Linked DNA regions of Zea mays: regions 2 and 3 are each linked to region 1. A link is a contact called in public Hi-C data. All regions are on one chromosome and are shown on one strand. The core of a region is the stretch at or near the end of the contact, and the rest is flanking DNA. Distances in the headings are between cores, read along the strand shown. Region 1 holds the start of LOC100383610. Region 2 holds the start of LOC103627410 (filament-like plant protein 7). Region 3 holds the start of LOC118472077.

Evidence for each region. Hi-C and Micro-C count contacts between places; a contact is called where the count stands out from the background.
Region 2: a contact with region 1 is called in a Hi-C map of leaf, with 8 times the contacts expected there. The contact joins the promoter of LOC103627410 here to the promoter of LOC100383610 in region 1. A contact is called at or near these places in 2 of 25 Hi-C or Micro-C datasets (leaf and root tip).
Region 3: a Hi-C map of tassel shows a contact between it and region 1, with 2.0 times the contacts expected there. The contact joins the promoter of LOC118472077 here to the promoter of LOC100383610 in region 1. A contact is called at or near these places in 3 of 25 Hi-C or Micro-C datasets (endosperm, leaf and tassel).

What each region holds. Positions count from the first base shown.
Region 1 is chr5:188,228,908-188,231,888 of Zm-B73-REFERENCE-NAM-5.0, forward strand. LOC100383610 reads right to left here and starts at 1,605. Exons shown (of 14, transcript NM_001362098.1): 1 at 1,322-1,605; 2 at 1,125-1,234; 3 at 928-1,023; 4 at 455-574; 5 at 234-365; 6 at 39-133. The coding sequence starts at 1,523. LOC100279772 reads right to left here. Exons shown (of 16, transcript NM_001352971.1): 15 at 2,527-2,981; 16 at 1,888-2,334. The coding sequence ends at 2,236.
Region 2 is chr5:188,062,843-188,065,823 of Zm-B73-REFERENCE-NAM-5.0, forward strand. LOC103627410 (filament-like plant protein 7) reads left to right here and starts at 1,599. Exons shown (of 4, transcript XM_008647705.2): 1 at 1,599-2,761. LOC100502459 (a long non-coding RNA gene) reads right to left here. Exons shown (of 4, transcript NR_157380.1): 2 at 1,541-1,589; 3 at 1,173-1,454; 4 at 843-1,093.
Region 3 is chr5:188,394,754-188,397,734 of Zm-B73-REFERENCE-NAM-5.0, forward strand. LOC118472077 reads left to right here and starts at 1,393. Exons shown (of 3, transcript XM_035959213.1): 1 at 1,393-1,523; 2 at 1,621-1,726; 3 at 2,230-2,721. The coding sequence starts at 1,408. The coding sequence ends at 2,403.

The DNA of each region.
Region 1 (2,981 bases), core at 355-2,854:
GCGCTCAGGAGCGGAATGAACCTAGAGCGTTTGCCTACCAGTTGGTCGAGACGGAGTGGATGTTGAACTCGTGAGCGCGGCCGAAGACTCTCCGGCATTTCGCAGAGTAGCCGTCTCCGACATCGCCTGCTGCCTGGCCACAAAGTCACACACAACAGCAACAGTGTACGAAGTCGTAAATTACCATAGTGCTAGTGCGTCGATCAAACTGAGCAATGCTGCAGAGAGCAAACCTTTTCAGGACGTTCGTCAGGCTCTGCAGACGAACAGCCCCTCGGCAGTTTCGTGGCTGCCGACAGCGCCGCGGTGCCCCAACTCGGCCGACCGTTCCCTTTCTTCGGCGCCTCCGCCTTGTGTTCGGAGACCTGCCCTGGAGCTACAGAACCCGTTACACCACATGTTCCCATGGAGACAGGCGACAGCAAGCATCGACGCATTTGCGTTGGTTCGATACCTTCCAGAGCTTGACCGTGCGGTCGTTCGCGGCGAGCATGAGCAGGGAGCTGTTGGGCCGCGCGCACCACCTCACCTTCTTAATCCTCTCGCTGATGTCCAAGCTGTCCAGCACGTCGAACTGCGCCAGCAGGGAGGGATCAAGGTCAGCAACAGAATGCGTGCACTAGGATATACAGTACGTGCTTCGCGGTGTATTTTGTATCTGATTATGTTTGAACTGCTTTTGTGAACTTTGTCTAGCTGTATGTAGACGGTTTATAGTTGTGTTGTGGCCTGAACAGGTTGTTTTCTGTGATGTAACCCTTCCAGGTTAAGCTCTAGTGCTTATCTGGATGTGGGTAAAACGTTTGTATTTCTGTTATGCAACTAATAGAAATGGAGTGATCTCGGGAAAAAAATATATATATACAGTACGTACAATACAATTCACCCTGCTGCTCGTCTGAACAAACAATAGGGTTGGTGGCTCACCTCCCGTTCGTGGCTCTGGAACTCCGTCGCGTAGCTGTACCTCGGCGGCGGCGCTCCGGCACGGTCCGTGCGCTCAAGCTCCGCGCGAGGCCGCGCCTGCAGACGTGCGTAGGGAGGAAGCCCCGCGTCAGTCACCCCGTGGCCGCAAGAAGCACGAATTAATTAGCTAGCACCGGGAAAGCTAGCAGGACGCTTACGTCGTCGCCGTCGCCGTCGGTCCTCCGGAAGAGGATGACGCGCCCGGCGTTGTCGCCGCCGGCCAAGTACTCGCCGCGGCCGTCGAACTCGATAGCCGAGATTTCGTCCGCTGAAGCACATGCACAGACCGATCAGTCCAACGACCAACATGCGGATAGCTCTCTGAATGTTTGAGTTTGCAGGCAGAGATAAATACCATCGTCGTCGTCCTGCGGACGGGGAGCGCCGTCGCGGCGGGCTTCGGCCGCGGGCGGCAGTTCGCCGAGGACCTGGGAGAACTTCCACTGGGGAAGCCGGAACGGCTGCGCTTCTCGGAGGCCAGGAGACGACGGAGAAGAGGTGGCCGGCGAAGGGGCTACGGACCTCGTCCTCCTCCGCCACCTGCCGCTGTTGCTCATGGCTGCGCCTGCGCCGTACAGGGTAGCACACTAGCTAGCGATCCTCTGTTACGATTACTCACGGGGCCGGAATGCACTTGTGGCGCTGCACATTTTCGCGCGGCCGTGCAGTGATACGGTGGAAATGGTGCTAGTCCGGTTTCTCGAGCATCCGTGGCCACTCGCCTGTTGTTATCGTCTTCTGTTATTTCTCGCACTTCTTTTTTTCTATTATATATATATATAGTCTTCAAAGTTTATACTGCATGTAATCTGAACCCACCCAAACATAAGCAATGCTCCTGCTAACTTTTCAAAACTAAAAAAATCAGATTTTGTAAACAGCCCTGCTAAAAATAAAATAAAGGTACAGCTGAACAATCTTAGGTAAAGAAACTACAAACTGGAACTGGATTCCTGTAAGTGGGACACTCTGCTTCAGTACGTCTTACAAAGAATTCATCGTCCCTATTATTTTAACCAATAGATAGATAAGTAACGTAATCCTAGTTATATATAATGGCTACAGCAGGTTCCGATGGTTCGTACTCAGTCCGTACGCTCTACACTTCATGTGATTGACCTCCATTCTATTCATGGTTGTACGAATAAAGAACTTGACCAACGCTTCAACAACAGCGAAAGAACAAAACTTCGCTAGCCATGTGTTCCACAAGTTGATTGGTTAGCTGCTAAGGTGTCATTTGTATCCGGTTCCCAAATGGTGGCATTGCTAGTCCAGCAATGAGAATAACGGAATCCCCTTCGCATTGAAACTAGAACATTTCACTACTAGTTCCTGTCCAACTTCAAATTCCTTTAGGCCATTTGCCTGCAAGAGATGCTCCAGAATTTCAGTTACCAATGTTCATTGGGAGTATTGGGGGGAGGATGCAACGGTTAAGAATATAAGAATATAGTGTGGCCATTGAGAAGGTGGAGTACAGGGATGAAAAACTGTGTTGCTAATAGCAGTATGAACAAAAAAGATGGCTTGTTTTCTCAAAAGTTTGTACGAAATTACCTCAAATTTATGCATTCCACGCACACCATCACTCAACTCAAGTACTAGTCCATAGGCTCGAATCTGGTAGACCTTTGCTGTAACTACATCACCCAACTTCATTGCCCCAGATTGGAATTTCGTGGGACTCTGATTCTGGTCAGAAGTGTTGTCAGCACTCTGTTCTGGAACATCAGAACCACTGGTTTCTAGTCCATTACTCACAGATTCCTCAATCTTTACTTTCTTAGTTTTCTTGGTAGTGGCACCTGTAGCTTTCTTAGCGGTAGCTTTCCTAACATCATGGCATTCGCTGGCTGGTTTATTTGGTCTAGGAGATGACTTTGCAACCTTCGCCCGCTTCTTAGAACCATTTGCATCATCTTGAGCATCACAGTCAGCAGCACTTCGAATTATAACTGAAGGAGTCGAAAATGCAGCTGCCTCCTCAGTTGTGCCATTTTCATGTTCGGTAC
Region 2 (2,981 bases), core at 349-2,848, 170 kb before region 1:
ACACTCTATATGGAGCACCTCACTCTAACTTGAAGAAGCTAGCCAGAGTGGCTAGCTAAGTTTTGCTAGTGCGGGAGTCAATTTAAAGAGTCGGATAGCTTATCGAGTTAGATAGCTAGTATATTGCAGAGTTATTTGTTGTTGAGTAATCAAAATTTAGCTTGACAAGCCATTTAACTAATCTCTTGGATATGCTCTAAGACCCATTTTATTTATTCTAAATAAAAAGACATTCTGACTAGCCTTCATTCCTTGCTAGCGGCTATCTCCAACAACTTACCTATTCGTATACCTATATTTAAACTTGAATATGCGAATAGTACAGTCTATAGTGTAAAACAGTATTCTGGGTGAACATATAGATAAATTGCTGGACATAGTCTAAGGTTATTCTTAATGGATAGTATCATACTCATTAATGAGATGTCATATAAGACTTTTCGCTGATGTGGCAAGACATTTAATAGGGGAAGTTGTATGTTATATAAAATATTTATTGTTTTGGCACGACATCTTAGGTTGTGGCATAAAAAATAATGTTTAGATATAGTCTCACACAATATCACACCAATTAACTAGTTTAAATATATAATTATGATAGTACACATTACGAAGGATATCACACTTTAAATCCTATGTGGTGACACTCCATTTTTAGTTGCAAGCACGGAACGCCAACAAAGGGGCGGGGGAACAAGCTCAAGTGCTGTGGCCTAATCCTTTTCACCACACCACCTCACTCGCGGAGCACCCGGCATCTGATTCTGATCAGTGGGATGTCGCCGTGCAACCAACCGCTTGACCGAGCGACAACGAAGTGCTGGGTGGTCGCTGAACCCATTGCAAACGGCGCCAGTGGTTCGTTCGGTGCCGAGCTCACCTCACGCGACTGCCCCACGGCACCGGCAGGCAGCAGCCGGGCGACGGGGACGCGACGCGTCTCTGGCTGCGCTAGTGACAAGTGCGTCCCGTTCATGTCCTGGCATTCCACCCCGATCCGTCGCCTTAGACGACGCTACGCACTGCCCAACCGCTGCAAACTACCAGTAGCCGACGACAAGTGCAGAGGAACGGTCGCTTACGCCTTAAGGACCTGTACCGTTGTACGCATGTTAGTGTCCAAATCCAAGCAATATGCAATAAGATACTGTATCTGTACGAATGAATCTTACTGTTCATCCGGTCAGTCCTTCCAAAGAAAGAAAAAACGCGCAATGTGATTGTGAAGAACTCATGTCTCTCACAGATAGGTGCACTGGGGTGATGGATGGCTTTGATTCAGCACCAAAAAGTGTTGACCTTTTTTCCCCCCTCTTTTCGCCTTGAGTAATATTCACACGTGCTGTCGATCGACCTAACTCCTCGAGAGCACGTCCGATGTCGTGCTCCACATTTCTCCTGTGTTCGGACGACGGTTTCACAACTTTCCTGACGTACTTGCCAGTGCGCCCCGACTGGTGGCAATGGCATGGACGGGTCAGTGATTTTTTTCGGGGGTCTTATAAACCTCAAAGCTTGATGCAGAAGCCGTTTTACCTACCTGTCTTCGTCGACCCGACGTCCACGAGGTGCAATGCCACATCGATCCCCTGTAGAAAAAGCTAGCTAATAGCCTATATGGACAGGTAATATTCAGACTGTGGACGATAAGGAAGCAAATATACTTTTTTTCCGGAGGAAAAAAACATGCACACTGCAGATACACCGATCTCATTCTAAGAAGTAGAAGCCATGGAATCGATGCCAACATTTTTTTTCTAGGAAAAAAAAGGAATTGGTAACAAATTCCAGTCGTCGCGTGCAAACTGGTTTATCATGATCCCCCAGTAGAGCAGGAGAGCAGCCATGGCCCATGGGGAGGACGGAGGAAGAAGCTAGGCCAACGCTGGTCTCCGGTGGGACACGTAGGGCGTGTTTGTGACCCTGTCCCTGGCCAGCTCGGTCCGTTCAATTAGACCAGGCTGAGGCTAGCCTGTCCCGGCTACTGCAACTTATTTTGTTTGCGCACTTGTACCATATGAGCCTGGCTCAGACGAGCTGGTGTTTGTCATCCAATATGCAGCCAGGCTAGAAGACCAAAACTACCTAAACGCGGAATCCTTGCGCCACGAGCAGCCAGGCTCCCAGGAAACGGACCTTGAGCTCGTTTCTGTGGAGCCAGGCTGAGAGGCTCAATTTGCACGCGCACAGCCTGGCTCTCGAGCCAGCCAGACGACGCAAACATAGGAGCTGCAGCCCGGGAGCGCAGCCACGCAAACACAGGAGCTGCAGCCCGGGAGCGCAGCCAGGCTGCTGGGCCATGGCGACAAACACGCCCGTAGAGTGTGGTCGTGGTCGTACCCGGGCCGGGACTGAACAGCCCAACTGCTCCAGCTTCCAGTCGTTCTGACAGCATGCCTGAACCACCAGGCTCCTCGCTGACCCCTCCGCTTCCTTCCCGCCAAGCGAAAGCGCCACCCGCGCTGCCCCTGCCCCCCTTGACGCCTTCCTCCGATCCTCAACAGGATACACCCCTCGCAACAGAAACCCCCTCCGCCGAGGCCCGCCGACCAAACTTCTGCCAGTACCGCTTGCACCTTACCTGCCAAGCTGCGTACTGACGGAACGCCTTGAGCGAGAGCGAGGTTGCGCTCCACTCCACTCCACTCGCCAGTTCAGTTCTTGCTTCCTGCTCCTGTCGTGGTGCCCTGAGTCCCTGACTGCGAGGAGCTAGCTATGCATCCCCGCGGTGGCCGACGAACTGCGTAGCCTGATCAAACAGGTACTGAATATGTTCTCTCACCTTGGTTTTGATGCTCTTCTGTTTCGGATTATTGGGATGTCTTTGTCATGTTGAATGCTGGGTTTCAGTTTTACAACTACATTGGTGTAGCCTGTGCTCGTCAACTTTAGTGGATAGTTAATATATATATTTTCTGAACAAAATGGCACCTGAAATGTTTCGATTTTCGTACGATTTTTTAAAAGCGAGTTTGTGTCTC
Region 3 (2,981 bases), core at 143-2,642, 170 kb after region 1:
GACACTTGTACTTCTCAATCGTGCACCCTGCACATGCTAGGAAAGAACAAACCATTTATTTCTGGTGTGGCAATCATGTTCCCTTGAGTATTGTTTACTTTATACCAATCTGGAGACTGATAGCAACATAAACTTTTGAACGGGAATGGAGGCTCGCTATTGCTTCATAGACTATTGGGTTGCTTTGCAAACAGAAAATACTAATGTTCGTGTATCAAGTGAAAACCGGCTCGGTCCATTACGAGATGAACAAACTACTAATGCTTGTGGGGCTGACAAAGGTGGCTATTTTTCCAACTCGAGTGATCTTTGGGCCGGCAGGCGCAGGCAGAGCAAAATAAGCTGGTGGGGGTTCTAGGAAGCCCTTTGTTTTCTATGTCGTTGCTGTTTTGGCTTCTAAGGACAAGGATCATCCAGCACACGCATTTAGAAGTGGAGGCTATCAGTTTGAAAGTTCTTGGCGCCGCGTGTTGATGCTTGGTCATGGGACATGTAAGGCCGAAAAAGTGCCTATTATTGGTGCTTCTCTGCCTAGTGTCCATGATGGCGATGATTAGGTGCACTTGCAACAGGCAGGCTCACCACCTCTGCCTCTATGGCTTCTCCACCATTCCACCAGTCTGAAGGAGGAAAAGGGTGTTAAAAGAATTCCAATGGAGGGGTCCATGCAGTGGGCTGTGGGCCTCAGCCATTAAATCACACTTTTGTAGAATGCCATTCTTCTTAAATCACACTTTCTTAGAATTTTTCTCTCCTTTATTGTGGTGCGGTTTGCACCAAAAATGCATGGCATATTCCCTCTTAAAGTCTTAACTCTGAAATAATTATCTGTTGCAGTTGCAGATGCAGACTCAAGAACAGTATATTGCACGTATTTTTCTCATTTTGCTGCTTTTCATGGTCCTGTGAAATTTTAGGAAGAACTAACTCGGCTGGATTGATGGAAGAGATTTTTTTTCCACTCGCACTGAAGAGTTGAGAGATGCAGAGGTATCAGGTCGATAAGCACGAAGTAGTGGCAAAACAGGAGGCCACACTCCTCAATCTCCCTGTTCTAAAAAGTGCGCCTCAAAAGAGGAGATTGCCCTCTTCAGCCTTTTGCAAAAGGCGCCTTTATTTCTCTGCGCGGTGGATCTGTAGGTTTGGCCTCTTCGGTGAGATCTGAGTAAGCCTCAGTTTGTTGGTAAAGATTGGTTAGTTGGGTGGGGTTAAGCCTCAGGTTGATCGTTGGAAGCTTAACTGCTAAGCAACTGGGTAGCAAGAGAGGACATTTGGCTTTCCAAAATTTTGGCAGCGAGCATGCAAATGGTCAAAAGCTGACACCGGATTATTACTTATAGAAAGGTTAATGAGATTAGTACAGATGTTGTCATAGCTTTTATCAGCATGAACGCCTTGGGTCGCTGGATGTCGTACATTTACCTCCAGTGTATATATAAATTACTCTTGGGCAGCGCCCAAGCAAGCAAGGATAGGAATGGGAGAATTGTCAGCACAAGGAATAGCTGCAGAATTGATGTTTGGTGAGACAAGAATGGCATGGACAGTGATTTCCAGACATCGCCACGCGCTCCATACAGTAACCTTTCTCTGTTTTTTTCTTTCTTTCTGTCATTAAAGCGCACCACCGGCAGCGTCTTTAAAATGCCACCGTGCAAGTTGTTCTTGGCTCTCACAAGAGCCTTTCGCTGCATCAACACCTGCCGACTGCTGCAGGCAAGTAAAGGTACTCCTCTCCTCCCCTCTGCTGCAGTCCTCTGCCCGCTGCAGATCATGGAGGAGGAAGCATGGCAGGAGTCACTCGTTGCAGAATCTCATGTGCCTCCACATTCAAATATTAATAGTGCATCTGTCATGCCGTGCAATCCAGATTTATTCACCTCTTCGCTGTCATGTAGCATCCCAGATCCCTCAAGCATTAATATAGATGATTTTGTTGCATCTATCTCTAAAGCTCCTGATGCTCCGCTAATTCGATCGCCTCCCAGCTCTAGCTTAGCTTCAAACAGTTTGGTTGTGGGGTGTTCATTTCAGCCTGCTGTGGCTGCGGGTGTAAGTCCATCTCCTATTGGCAAGAGATCTAGTGCTAGATTGGCTGCAAAGAAAAAACTCAAATTTGGAAGAAATCGAAATGCCATAGTTAAAGCTCAAGAAATTCTAGCTGCTAAGTTAAATAACGCTGCTGCAACTCAATTTCAAAGCTCTAATGCTCTATCTGTTAATGGTCAGGTGGATTTGATGGAACAGCTTGCAAGGCATTTCATAAGGCCCCTTACTAAGGATCAAATGGAGGCAATTATGGAGTTGGCAATTCAGGGAAAGGAGAAGGAAGGGACCAAGAAGAAGGGCAGAAAGGTGGCACCTCTCAAGGCTCCTTTCATAGAGGCTGCTGAGAGGATCTGAGTGATGTTTTTAGATCTTGTGTGGGTCGGTCTAGTGCAGAATGTTATCTCGCATGTGTAATAGTCTGTGGGTCACCCAACTACTTTTGATGACTGCTTTGGGTAGCAGGTTGTGGGATTGTCAGCAGTGTTTTTTCTTTTGGCTTGCTCTGTCGGTGTTTCTATCTGTCATTATTTCAGGCGTGGGATGCTTGCTTTTCCCAACTAGCAATGTGCTGTTGTCGCTGGTTGTCTGGTCAGGTCCTGTCTTGTGTGGCTCTACTTGGGCATGTAGGGGAACTACTTTTGATTAATGAATGCCAACTGTTGTATTTTGTCATGGAATGTGAGGGGGCTAAATGACCCAGCTAAAAGGGCAAGTGTGAAGCATTTGATTCTCTCTTCTGGGGCAACTATTGTCTGTCTTCAAGAAACAAAGATAATGAGCTGGAATAATAATCTTCTAAACGAAACACTGGGTTACAAGCTAGCTGCTCAGACGGTTCATTTACCATCTCTTGGAGCGTCAGGTGGGATCCTAATTGCATGTGATGAGGATCTGTTTGACATAACTGCTATTCCTTATCCATCAGTATACTC